2 separate regions of the Gossypium hirsutum genome follow, and region 1 is linked to region 2. The links are chromatin contacts, called in public Hi-C maps. All regions are on one chromosome and are shown on one strand. Each heading gives the region's core, a stretch centred on a gene start, on an enhancer-like site or on the middle of the called end of the contact. The rest is flanking DNA. Distances are from core to core; before and after follow the strand shown.

Region 1 (7,116 bases), core at 4,443-6,942, 200 kb before region 2:
AAAAATTCAAAAAAAAAAGGTTCATGAATTATAAATATATCTATCCGGTTTTTTACTATTATATAATTAAATTAAAAATTAATTTTAAAAAAATTATGTATGTTATTTTGGTGATATGATCATTTGTAGCCAAGCTCATTCTGTCAAATAAATATTTTATTATTTGAGCTTTAAAGACAATATTATTAGAAAATATAGTTTTAAACCTCGAAAGATATCTATAAACTATAAAATGAGATATGAAGAATATCTTGATTCAAAAAAAAAAAATTGAATACTAATGGTTCTTGCTCATGTATTATTGATTATGAATAGTGTAATCAAAGTTAAACATTTGAATTATTCGAAAAGATTTTAATTGAGAGGTTCATAAATGATGATAGAGGTGTTATAGTTGTTGGTATTGTATTTTTCGTTATGAATAGTAACAAAGATTATTTATAAGCTTAAATTAATTGAAATTCAATCTAATTTTTAATTATTCAAACAATAAATTTAAAATAATTTATTTTCCAAACATATAATTTTAAATTCACTAGAAATCATATATTCCAAATCTACAATTTTAAAAATCTAAATTGAAAGGTAATGTGTAAAATTTGAGCATCCGAAGACCAAAACATAAACATTTAAGAAACGTAATGTTGTTTTCAATTTTTTATATTTAGAGAATTCAATGGCAGCAGTTGGAGAAACTTGAAAGTAAAAGAATAAGTACTCAAATATTTGTTTTAGCTAAAGAGACCTTGAAGACTACTCCATTCAACTCCTTTGAAATTTCAACCACAGGGTTGGGTTAGGTTAGAAAATTGTAGGAAATGGGTCTTAAATGCATGAAGAAATTATTTTATAAAAGGTAAACTACAAAAATAGTCACTTTTTTTTCTCAGATTACATTTTAGTCATTTATGTTTGAAATGTTACACTTTGGTCACTTACGTTATCGTTTTGCTATGAATTGGTTACTCTACCATTAAGCTCCGTTACCTCCCTAACGGCAGTCCTATGTGGCAGTCCAAATGAGTTTTAAATGTGAACTTGGATGTCCAGTTATTGGGATGAAAATAGGTATTTCATTAAATAAATTTAATTTGGATTGCCACGTAGGACATCCAAGTTGACATTTAAAATCCATTTGGACTACCACGTAGATCACCATTAGGAAGGTAACGGAGCTTAACGGCAAAGTGACCACTTCATAACAAAACAATAACGTAAGTGACTAAAATGTAACATTTCAAACATAAGTGACTAAAATCTAATCTGAGACAAACAAAAGTGACTATTTTTGTAGTTTACCCTTTTATAAATGGTTTATATAACTTTTACCCTCTAAACTTAGTAATTATATCTATTTTAGTATATATATAAATATATATTTGTCATTTTTGGTACTTGAATTTGACAACAAAATTCTTTTAAAATGATAATATGATACAATCTCGGTGTGTCACGTCATTAAACTAAATTTAGTGATCAAAATAGGAAAAAAAATAAGTGGATAAATTGCTATATTATTAACCTTTTTTACAAAAAAAAATGTGTAAAAATTATTTTATAAAAGTGATAGAAATATACTTTGGGTTCAAAATGAATGAGCTATTAATCAATCAACCTAGCAGACAGAATTATGTTCATTAGCTGGTTGTAATACCAAAAACTCTTGAATAAAATAAAAGATTTATGTATCAAACAAAAGGGATGTATAGCTATAAAAATAACATTATTGCATAGTTGCTTTCCGAAAAGGAAAAAAACACATTATTGTGTAGTTGTGTGTATTCCAACTGTACTAAAAATGACAATCAAGAAATAAAATCATTAAAAAAAACGAAAATAAAAGTCAAATTGATTCCACGGTTTGCCTGTTTGCTTTGCTTCTCGTAGGGATAACATATAAAAAAAAACATTTTTAAATTTTGAGATAACGATTTTTAAAGTGATATATCATGAAAGACAAATAAAAATTCATGTAATAACGGTTATATTTTGTAAGAAATCAAATTTTGTTTTTAATCTTAATACATAAATTTAGTTATTATACTTTTATTAAATAAATTTTGGTGTTTATATTTTTCGAATTTTAAATTTTCAATTTTATCTAAATAGTAATATGCTAATTTAAATTTTTTATTTTCAAAATCTTATACCAAAATTATCTTATCACATGTTTAATTTTATGCCCGCTAGCTATTGCTACATAATACTTACAACAACAAAAAAATCAAAGTTATACTAGGTAACGAATTTGATAGCTACAATTTTATTTTAGGATTAAAATTTCAAATATTAAAAAATATAGATACTAGAAATGATCAAATTAAAGAATAAATGTAACTAAATGCATAATAACAAAATTTGACTTGACAAATTTAATTGGTACTACCGTTTGAGTGATGTTTGAAATTTCAAAATTTGAAACTAAATCAAAGTAGAATAAACTAAAACTTGCAATTTATATACAATATTATACATGTACTAATAATAAAATTAGACCACACAGAGTTGAATTATTCTGTAGAAGAAGGGGCCATAAAATTATTACAAGTAGCAGATAAGCAAGATTGTGACATTGTACTGAATCTGATTCAGCTTCTGCCACTTTTGACATAAAGGGATTTTTTTTTGATGTTTCCAGTCCTCCTAAATTGTCCAAATCATGTCGGTCACTCATTTACTAATTAATTTAATTGTCGGCGATCATGTATTTAGCTTACGGACACAGTGGATCATCGGTTGCCTTATGTCGGTATTTGCTAATTGCAGGTGTCCACTCCACTAAACCCACTAATTTTCTTTTTAGTCCCTTGAATCCATGCTTATCATATATGCACATGGAATAGCTAAAAGGGGATGGCCGGAAGGGTAAGAGTAAAAATATGAAAGGTTTTTAACTATACCATCACATGGGATGGTTGAAATTTTGAAGTTATTTATATCGCGTATGATTTAAATTAATGAAAGTTATCATATAAAATGATTTGGAATTATTGGTAATTTAATATTGATTAAGTGAGGTATGTAAAGTGTACCTACACATAGTAACGTGTGTGTGCGTACCTGGTTTTGAAGATTTTGGAATCCACAATGAATAAAGTAAATTGTGGAAGTGGAAAATGTTGGTTGAGCTGTGTGCATATAAAGTCAAAAATAACATGAGAAAACCCAATAAATGTTTGTAGTAAATTGAATTTAATGGATAGGCAATACTGTTGTCTTTCTTTCTATAACTAAAAATATGATTGGAAATTATGTAATTAGAATATATATAAGTTTACAAATAAAATATAATAAATAATAGAACGTATGAATTGAAAATAATAATAAGTATGCAATTAAAATAAAAAAATAGTTTAAATTGTGAGTAAAAGGAAATTAAATAGATAAATACATTAGATTAAAAATAATAAATGTACTTCGATTATTTATCATGTTATTGTCATTTTTTTTAGCATGTTAAAAAGTTATCATGTTAGTGAAAAAAAAGTTTTATATTAAAAAACTAATTATTGAATTGAATTGTGACATCAACTCAATTAATAGCATCATCTATATTAAATTATGGCACACTCACAATGCAAGTGAAAATCAAACTTATGTAACAAATATATTTACAATAATATATATATAAATAATAAATGAGACTTTGGTTTAATGCTAAAATTTAACTATCATATATTAAAGAGGCACAAATTTATATCTTATTATATGTGTAATTTTCTATATAAAATGATAAAAATATCCTTAAAATAATATAATTTTTTCTGAGAATATTTTCGTCTTTTCTCAACTAAATTGGTATTTAATTAACTCATAATACTAACTCAATCAAATTAGACTTATAAATAAATAACACTTAATTTTGCTTTCATCTTACAATCATAATCAAATTTAAATATGATTAAATTTGAATTTAAATCTTAAAAATGTTGTACATGTACTTGAATAATACCACAAAGTGCATTTTGATTTACTTTTAAAATGAGTGAAAATTTTACTGTATACGTTTAAAATTATATAGTTTAAAAATAATCAAATGATGTGTGATTAATTTTAAAATTAGAACAATTTTATTTAATTCAATTTGCATACATCATTTAATTAAAATTTAAAATATTAATAATATTTTACTGGTTTGGTTGTTTTTGTCAAAGGTACAAACATCTCCATACTCATTTTAAGAATATAGGGACATGTACAATACTTTTACTATAGTTAAGCCTAAGAATTTCTCAACCTCATTTATTTATTCAACTAAATCATGATTGAATCTTCACATCTGTCATCCATTATGTTGCGGTGATGTTAATTTCTTTGGTCGTAATTCCTAATAGGAGTAGAATAGAATAGAAGAGGCTTCCACCTTCAATTCTTTTTTTCTAAATTTCCAATATCAAATTTAATGGTCACCAAATTCCTAAAAGAGAAACCTGTCAAACATATATAGGATAAAGTCTACTACTTGTCCCTATACTTTATGAAAGTTGTGAATTTAGTTTCTATACTTTAATTTGATCAATTTTAATCACTGTACTTTTGAATTTGTCCATTTTAGTCCCTTACATTTTGAATTTTGAAATTTTAATTCTGATCCAAACAATAACAGTTAAATCGGTTTGGTTAAACTGAATTATTAGTCCTATACTATGCGTACAATTATAGATTTATCCATATTCTCTAATTGGATCATTCTAAGTCTCTGTACTCTTCAGTCTTGAAGCTAAAGATAGTCGTTAGTCACATTAATTGGATTTTTAGTGAGTATTATGTGAAAATAACAAGCTGACATAACATTACACATATGATAATATATTTGCCGCATCAGATTTCGAAAATAACATAACTTAATGAATTTAACAATTATCATTTGGAGAGGATTGAAATTTTAATATTTGAAAATTTTAATAACAAAATTAACCTATATATTTGTCCTTCATCTTCTTCCTTCTAGAGGTGTGCATGGGCCGGGCCAGGCTCAACTAAAAATTTAGGCCCGAGCCCGGGCCTAGCCCGAAAAATAGACTTAAAATTTTACCCAAACCGGCCCAGATAAAAATGTTAAAATCCGGGCTGACCCGGCCCGCCCATATTAATTTTTATATTAATTTTTATATAATTTTAAAATATATAATACATCAAAAATACTAAAAACATCAAAATAAATATTTCCCAACAAATTGAAAATAAATTTTAAAAAATATGTATACTTAAATAACACTAAGATAGATGCAACTTAACAAGCAAATGCCTCTAAAATAATAACAAAATTAACAAATGTCTTTAAAATAATAACAAAATTAACAATAAAATAAATTTTATACAATATCCAAACAATAATAACAAAATAGTAGCAACATGATAGTAAAATGGTAGCAAAATAGAGAGAAAACAATAAGAAAATAATATTAAAAAACAAAAAAAAATTATCCTTTAGTGAATTTGGGCTGGATCAGGCCCGGGAAAAAATATTTTACCTGAAGCCTTACCCGTTTTTTAAACGGACTTTATTTTTTTATCTAAGTTTATTTTTTAAACATATATTTTTACCAAAACCATCTTACATTTCGGGCGAGCCTTCGTGACCGAGTGACTCCAGGTATACTTCTTTTCTCTTTCATGGAACTTTCAAACTTTTTGTAGACCCCACTCACCATAGACATTAATACTCTATGAAATAACGCTCTATAAATAGGCGGACAAATAACCTACAAGCTCATCACCCAATTCAACTAATATAATCAAAATTCTTTCTCGTTCAAAAAAAGCTAATTTTTCTGTAGTTACTTGTTTCATTTTTTGTTTTAGTTGATTCTTTGTAGTTCACAAAAAATGGTTTCCATGTCAAAGATTGCTACTGGTAATGGTCATGGTGAAAACTCACCTTATTTTGATGGATGGAAAGCATATGAAACCAATCCTTTTCACCCTATTGATAGACCTGATGGTGTTATTCAAATGGGTCTAGCTGAAAATCAGGTACGTATTTCATTTCCCAGTATTTTTTTTATTTAGAAAAACTGAGAATTTTGATTGATTTTAATGGCGTTAATGTTTACCAGCTTTGTTTTGAATTCATCAAAAAGTGGCTAATGGAACACCCAGAGGCTTCCCTTTGTACTGCAGAAGGTGTAAACAGGTTCAAAGAGACTGCACTTTTCCAGGATTATCATGGGATGCCTGAGTTCAGACAAGTATGGCAACGCAAAATAACAGAGTTTCTCTTTTGTTTCTTTAATTACATGGTAATTAATCAATACTTTGTGTATGTTATTACAACAGGCTGTTGCCAAATTTATGGGGAAAGTGAGGGGAGATAGAGTGAAATTTGACCCAGACCGTATTGTTATGAGTGGTGGAGCAACTGGTGCTCATGAAATGGTGGCTTTTTGCTTGGCTGATCCTGGTGAAGCATTATTGGTTCCTACTCCATATTATCCAGGGTAAATTCATCAAATTCTTTTTTGGGTTTTTCTTTTAACATATATATGGGAGGTTAAGTTGATACATTCAATAACATACAGTTCCTGTAATACCGGGTAGAGAATGGAAATTAGGTGTATAGAAAGAGCTCAAATTGGAATTTTCAATGACCAACACTGACCTTTTGTCCCCAAACCAACCTACATATGTGAAGTCAAGAGAAATGAAGGAAGGAATTTGTTAATTAAGTGTTAAATTATGACTTAAGATTAGTTTAATGAAAACTTAGTCAACTTAGCAGTAAAGTCAATTGTGGCAACATCGCCGCCTAGGCTTTGTTCATAGGGAGGGATGGAAATTGAAATCTGGGTAAAATTCACCATGCCCACACGTCCCTTACTTTGAAAGCAGCCTTGTACCCTTTCTTTTGATGTTAAAACCCTTTAAAGTTCATGGCCCATCTTTGTATTATTGATGGAACTTGGTAGGTAAAAAGTGAAAATTGAAAATAAATAAGAAGATTTATCATAAATATGAGGGTTCATCATCCTTAGTGGGACACTAACGGAAAGTTGAGTAGTCATCATCATCTTCATTTCTTCTTTATACCTAACTCTTCATCATAACAGCTGTATGTATAGGACAAGTAGGGTCGGTTTTAGGTTGATTCAATTTAAGTTTTTTCGGGTTTAATAA
Region 2 (7,189 bases), core at 941-3,440:
CTCCCTGTCTCTTACCATGTCTCGTTTCTTCTCAAATGAGTATAATATCTCATTAAAATCCCCACCCACTATCCATGGGTGCCTCGAATTTTTCCTTAATGACTTTAACAAGTTCCAAGTCATTTCCTTCAATTGAATATCAAGAGACCCATAAAAGCCTATAAATCTCCATTGCCTATCAACAGACTCATCTTCCACCTTCAAATCAATGTGATTTTTTGAAAAACTATTTAAACTAACTTTACTTCCTTCCAGCTATCCTAAACTCAATCTTCCTTTTGTACCCTCTACTGATACGTCAATCCTATTGTAGTAACCACATCTTTTCCTAACATGCTTCAATCTTCTGCTATCTAGTTTGGTCTCTATGAAGAAGACCATGTAGGGACGATTGGCTTTCAGAACATGCTGAAACCTCCTACAAGCCCGAAGACTCCCCAATCCTCGAACATTCCAACATAAGATTTTCATTGTTGTCGGTCAGTTGACCTTTTGACGGTTACCGATATTTTTGTTTGATTGACTGACCCTTAACCCCTCGAGCATTCCATTGGTTCTATCACATCCTCTAAATCTGGAGTCCCACTCTATCTCTTCTTACCTTTCACATCCGCTAATAGACTATCTTCTTCCTCTTGCATTCTCATTTTTTCCTTTGGATCTCCCACATACTAATCCTCCCCCCCCAACACCCCTTTTATTCGTCCTTCTAAATTAAAACCCATAATTCGATTCACATGTCTTCCCCCCTCAAATTTTTGATTCATCTGCTCACCTTCCCTTTTTTCCATCGTTTTGCTCCATTTTTCCATACTTGCTTCCTTTCGACCTATTACCAATGTCCTCCCTAAGTCATATGCTTGTGGGTAAATTAGATCTCCTTTCTTGCACCCGCAAAGATGTATCCCAACCTAATTCTAGATTCTGCCCTTTGCTTTTAACTCGTAATGGACAGAAACTATCCCCATGGCCCAATCGACCACATAAGAAACAAAACAAGGTTAACTTTTCATATTAGAATCTCACATAAAACTATTTTCCACTCAGTGTCATTAATTTCTTCCTCCTCTTTAATGGAACTCTCACTTCCACTAATACTCATATTCTCATATAACTCCGATATCCCTACCTTATCTTCCTCGCATCATATTCAATAAAAGACCCAATAAAATCACCAAATTGCTTAGTAACCATCTCTGAAATCATTCCTAGCAATAGATCATGAATTTGCACCCAGAAAAAAGAATAAGTCAATGGCACCTCCATTGAGTCCTCATCCTTCAATAGACTATGAAAAACCATCAGATGGTTATTAAAGGTCCATGGTGCCCCCTTTATCACTCTGTCAATGTCCACCTCATGATAGAATTTAAATAAAAATCTCTTCTCCCCCAGATTTAAGATAACTACACCACCTATTGGGTGCCAAATGTTAGCCAACATATTCTTCATGGTCTGAAAGTTTACCATTATTGCTGTCAAGAAACACCCCATTAGAAAAAAATTCCTGTTCCACATCCTCATCCACTGCCCAGATCTCCTCCTCCCCATCATGATTCTCAAATTCGCTAAATCGTATTCCATCACAATGTTTCGGCAAAAATCAGACTAAACGCTCTTATGTTCAATTAATTAGAGTTGTACGCTCCAAACACCCAAGATCCAATCCCTAATTAACCAGAAACAATAGTCTTAATTGCACCTGCAACCTTAACAGGCCAAATTAGAAAAGAACTACCATTGCGGCAAAGGAAAAACCTTGATTTTTTTTTATTTTGAAGGGTTTGAGGCTTGAACCCCTCTTTATTATTATATTATTTTTTTACTAATAGCATAATTCAACTTTTTAGATAACATAATTCATTAAAATATGTTTTAGATTTAGAGTTTAGACTTTATATCACTCATTTTTATTTTATTAATTTAATTTAAAAGTATAAATTTTAAAATTTAAAATTAATTATTCATATGATAAATTTTTTTAATTAAATTCACTAGTGTATTATTTTGGAATAAAATAAATACTTGGTAGTTATATAAAAAATATGCAGTAATTAATCTAAATTTAACTAAAAATTTTAAAAATACTAATAATTAAACTTGAATTGTTAAATTAGAAAAAAAATCCTAATTTTTTAAATAATAAAAAAATTTAAATTTTAAATATATGAATGCAGGGATTTTGATAATTTATTAACCCTCAACTTTTTAAAAGAATGTGATCCCATAATAGAGGAGAAAAACTCTGACGTGTGTTGGTTCTATCTTACAAAGGAAACTCCAGAATCTGTTCTTCACCCTCCCACGCGTCCCATATAGCCGTCTCTTCAAGCGCTCTCTCTCTCTCTCTCTATATATATATATATCTGCGTACAACCAATCAAAGTTCCCAAATCCAAGCCCTAACTCAGTGAAAATGTTGAGGATGGTGTCGAAGAAGCTGCTCGGGATTCCCTCCCCATCGCCTCCCCTACAGACTCTGCCACGTCTTTACCACCAGAATGTCATCGATCACTACAACAATCCTCGTAACGTCGGTTCCTTCGACAAGAACGACCCCAACGTTGGTACCGGCCTGGTCGGCGCTCCTGCTTGCGGTGATGTTATGAAGTTGCAAATCAAAATCGACGAGGATTCGGGCAAAATCGTTGATGCTTGCTTTAAAACCTTCGGTTGTGGCTCGGCCATTGCCTCTTCTTCTGTTGGTATGCCCCTTCGATTTTCCTTTTTTATGTATATACACTTCTGGTTATTCAGGTTTATGGGTATAGTTTGTTTCAATCCACAATCGGTGCTGTGATATTTTATTTATTTATTTATTGTTTTCTTCTATTAAGTTCAATTTCAAGTCCAAAAAAAGTAATCCTAATTTCAAATTCTCTGATTGTAAAGGGAATTTCACACGGATTAGTTTTTATTTCGATACTTTATTTTTGTTTCTCATCCAAAACAAAAGAAAAAGAGTCCTTTTATACAAAAGCAAATATTAATGTTTATCAATCAATATAATATTTATCTTTTTATGAAGAAAATGCATGATTTTTCTTTAATATGGAACCGACATGTTGAATTATTGTTGATTTTGGGAAGCAGAAAAAAGCTGCTATTATAAAAAAACAAACCAACGGAACAAATGTGTTTTGTCAGTAATGTTGAAACTTCTAATCTGTTTTTATTGATGTTATTCAATGTTTTGTACATATGAGTTTATTTCAAACGGCCTTCAATTTTTGTGGAGGACCTGGGTAGTAACTTGGAGCTTTTCATGTTGCAGCTACTGAATGGGTGAAAGGGAAAAGCATGGACGAAGTGCTTACTATTAAAAACACGTAAGTATTAGTCCCATATGTATTTATTTGATTCTTATCGTCTCCTGGGGTATTTTGCGGTATTCCTTTTTGGTATCTGACCTTGGAAACTAGTGGAATTTTTTGATTACTTGATTAAGTTATTTGCACACACTGTTCGTATTTTTCGCTTTTAATTTAAACATTGTAGAATGCTATGGATAGATCATCTTCTCTCCCCCATTCTTTTAACTTCCTTTCTTACAATTTTTTGGCCGCTTTCATTTAACCATATCTGCATTTGGTAAGGGAAGGTTTTAATTACTTATAATATGAATTTTTTGTTATGCTTGTTAACTAAGTTTACTTTAGTAATTCTAGGTCATTCTTTATTCTTCATGTGTATGCACAATGATATTAAGGCCTAGTGGTGGCAACGAATTAGTAGAAGTCGCACTTTCCGCTCATAAAGATTGACCTGAGTTTAAAGGCTTGTCTAGCTTTGTCTATTGAGCCTTTTTTCTAATTAATTTTCAGATCACGATTTTAGGTATCAACAGAATCAATATAATAAATACAGTTAGTCATGAGAAGAAATATTAGATGATGTTGTGATTTTTTCCTAGCAACATATGTAGGTATAAATTGTAATTATATGATTGTCTAAATAGGTAGCTTAAGAACATCCAACTTTAAGTTTTAAGGTGATTGCATAGAGTATGCATAAGCTAATGCATAGCTTTCATCTTTTAGTCAACTGGTTTGTACCCTTTATTTTTTAGTTGGGGAAGTGGGGATTTTAACTGGGCTCTTTTGTGTAGGGGGATCATGCACCAACCCTTTGAGTCTAATGCTCTGGTGCTGGTGTGTTCCCATCTAGTTTTGAGAGCAATGTATAAAATATATGTGAGTGGTAGTGGAGGAAATGAGGTGAGGAAATATAATATTTTGATGCCAAAGGATGCTGTTATGTTTTAACCGTATTTTGCATTTATTCTGTTCATCTTTGTGGTACCAATAGTTGGTCCTTTAACTAATTTTTCTTGCAATCAATCAAATTTACTCATGCTGGCAGGGAGATCGCGAAACATCTATCACTTCCCCCAGTTAAGCTGCACTGCAGTATGCTTGCTGAAGATGCAATTAAGGCAGCTGTGAAAGATGCTGAAGCTAAACGTGGCAAAATGAATGGTAATTCCAAGGCTGCTGATGCCTGATGTATGTGGATATGCTAAGGAAAGAACTCTGGAAACTTTGATTATCATCTAATCGTATGTAAAGTTAGAAGATAGCATGCACCCGGGGGGGGGGTGAAAAGAGTATACTACTTGTCCAAAAGATGTGTTTGGTCAATGATAAAACTTATAACTACTGAATAAAGCATTGGTTGAGTCCAGACGCGATCATTATAGCAATATTAAGCTTATTGTTGCAAGTTCTAATCCTCTTAGCTTGCTTGGACCTGCTTTGATGTTATGCAATTTGTAAGCAATTTGGGATCCCATTTGTATGTGGAGCTCTTAGCTTGCTTGGACCTGCTTTGATGTTATGCAATTGGTAAGCAATTTGGGATCCCATTTGTATGTGGAGTTGGCTGTTATTGTGTAGTGAATGCCCTGGATCGTGGTTTTGCTTTCTTATCGTTGGATCCAAGGTAGAGGCGAAGATAACAATCAAATCCACCATCTCTACTGACGTCTGGATTGGAAAAAAATTGTTTCCAAGGTTTTTAATTAATGACTTCTTTATTCACCTGTTCTGAGATTAGCATTTATTAAGTGATTAATATTAAAATTAAAGATTAACTTAATTTGATATATTAACTTTCATTTGGTGTAATTATACACATTTAAAAAAGTTGAATGTATTACTTTTCTTTTTATATTAGTTAAGGATAATAATTTGTCTATAATATTTAAATGTAAAATAGTGTTATATCAATAAATTTTTTAGTGATTATCACTAAGTAGTTGAAAAAAGTGGAAGTGGAGTTGTTCCCTAAGTATTTGAACAAAGTTTAAATCTTAGAGTTAATATTGTTGGAAGGGCTTTACATTAATATTATCACGGTCCGACTAGGATAATAGTTAAACTGTAACTGATTGAGGACACTAGTGATTTATACAAAAAAAAAATTGTTTTAGTGATTTGTGAAAGTTCGATCAAATATATATTTCATATATAAAATTGCTCAAAATAATAGTTCATGTATAACATTATACATTAATTAAATGTATAGTTTTAAAATTGATCTATAAATTTTAAAAAAGTGTTTTTTAAATGAATGGATAATTTTAACTAAATGACAGTATTTTAGTGGTAGTTATTTATTATATATTTATCTCTATAATTTATAAGTGGAAGGGATCTACTTACACGTACGTAAAGTTAACGATCCAATCATTGAATTTATCAATAGAAGTATACTTATCATGCATGTAATTTCTCAAACTAATTCGATAACTCTATCTATTTATAACATTGTATAAATATATAGCTATACTTATCATACGTTGTAAATTTTAAATTTACTTCAGATTTTACATGCATGATCTAAATGAATGTAATATGAAATATAACGGTTGGATCATTAAAATATTAATCTACAAAATAATATACGAAAATGTGTAATTTAGTTTTACACCGATGTAAGTGGATCAATATATGGGGAGGGATCCACTTAGACCATTGTAAAATTAAAGTAGTTTTAGACCCACCCTTAACTTTTTTATACAATTAATATTTTAACAATCTAGCAGTCACATTTTATACTTCATTCAAATAGATCATGCATATCAAGTTTGGCATAAATTAAAAAATTATAACTATTTGTTTTGTGTAAAAAGAAACTTTCAATCGTTAAATATATATTAATATATACAATATTTTAGACCGATTTGATAGAAACATTGGATCGATTAAAAATTTTACATGTATGAAAAATAAAAATATATTTATAAATTTAACGGTTAGATTGTTAAAATATTAATAATATAAAAAGTTATGAAATGATATAAAACCACTTAAATTTTGAACTGGTGTAAGTATATACCTCTATTTTTTATTATTTATTATATTACTAAATTGATATTAGAAAAATAATATTAATTAAAAAATTAATTTGAATTTTTAGAGAAGAAAATTAATTTAATTTGATGAAGTCATGGTAATATTAAAATAAATTTTGTAACCATCTTTAATTTATACTTACTATTTTAGAATTTTAAGCACTATAAACAAATGTATTAGAATGACGCACTTATACATTTTTATTTAAGTAGCATCTCAAAAAATCATAAAATATAATAAATACTTATTGTTATTTGATAGATTTTGCTTCTATTATATAAAAAGTTTTGATTTTCTGTAACACTCCATTATCCAACTCTATCATTGGGTCTGAGTTAAGAGATATCACATTTGTTGACAGAACAACTACGGTCAAACTATATTTGATATATACTATTAATGATTAATTTCAACCAATACAATCATATAATACGATATAAAGTCATTTTTGAGTTTTATATGAGTTTACGAAAACTCTAAAGTTAACTCGAGGTCGAATTAGGACCAATTGTAAAGTTTTCAAAATAACGAATTGAAGTCATGATGTCGAGGGTTCCTCATCGCGACACAACATACTAAGTAGGTCTAGTCGTGGCCTCGAATACATGTCAACGCAATGTGAATCCTAGGTTGCTCCTCGTTGTGACATTGGGGATATGTCGTCACAACGTGACATATTGTTTCCATCAAAATCAACTTGGTACAAGTTTGGGAGACCTGTAATAATACTTTACATTTCAATTACAACCAAAACAACAATATGCCAATCACATTCAAGCTAAAATATGCCAAAATGATAGTTTAAAACAACATCGAGCAATCAAGTTTTAAAT

Evidence for each region. Hi-C and Micro-C count contacts between places; a contact is called where the count stands out from the background.
Region 1: a contact with region 2 is called in a Hi-C map of leaf, with 2.4 times the contacts expected there. The contact joins the promoter of LOC107949506 here to the promoter of LOC107949510 in region 2.

What each region holds. Positions count from the first base shown.
Region 1 is chrD03:31,725,481-31,732,596 of Gossypium_hirsutum_v2.1, reverse strand. It overlaps LOC107949506 (1-aminocyclopropane-1-carboxylate synthase), which reads left to right and starts at 5,692. Exons shown (of 4, transcript XM_016884168.2): 1 at 5,692-5,976; 2 at 6,060-6,191; 3 at 6,280-6,440. The coding sequence starts at 5,830.
Region 2 is chrD03:31,518,483-31,525,671 of Gossypium_hirsutum_v2.1, reverse strand. LOC107949510 (iron-sulfur cluster assembly protein 1) reads left to right here and starts at 2,190. Exons shown (of 3, transcript XM_016884173.2): 1 at 2,190-2,705; 2 at 3,275-3,329; 3 at 4,363-4,683. The coding sequence starts at 2,417. The coding sequence ends at 4,504.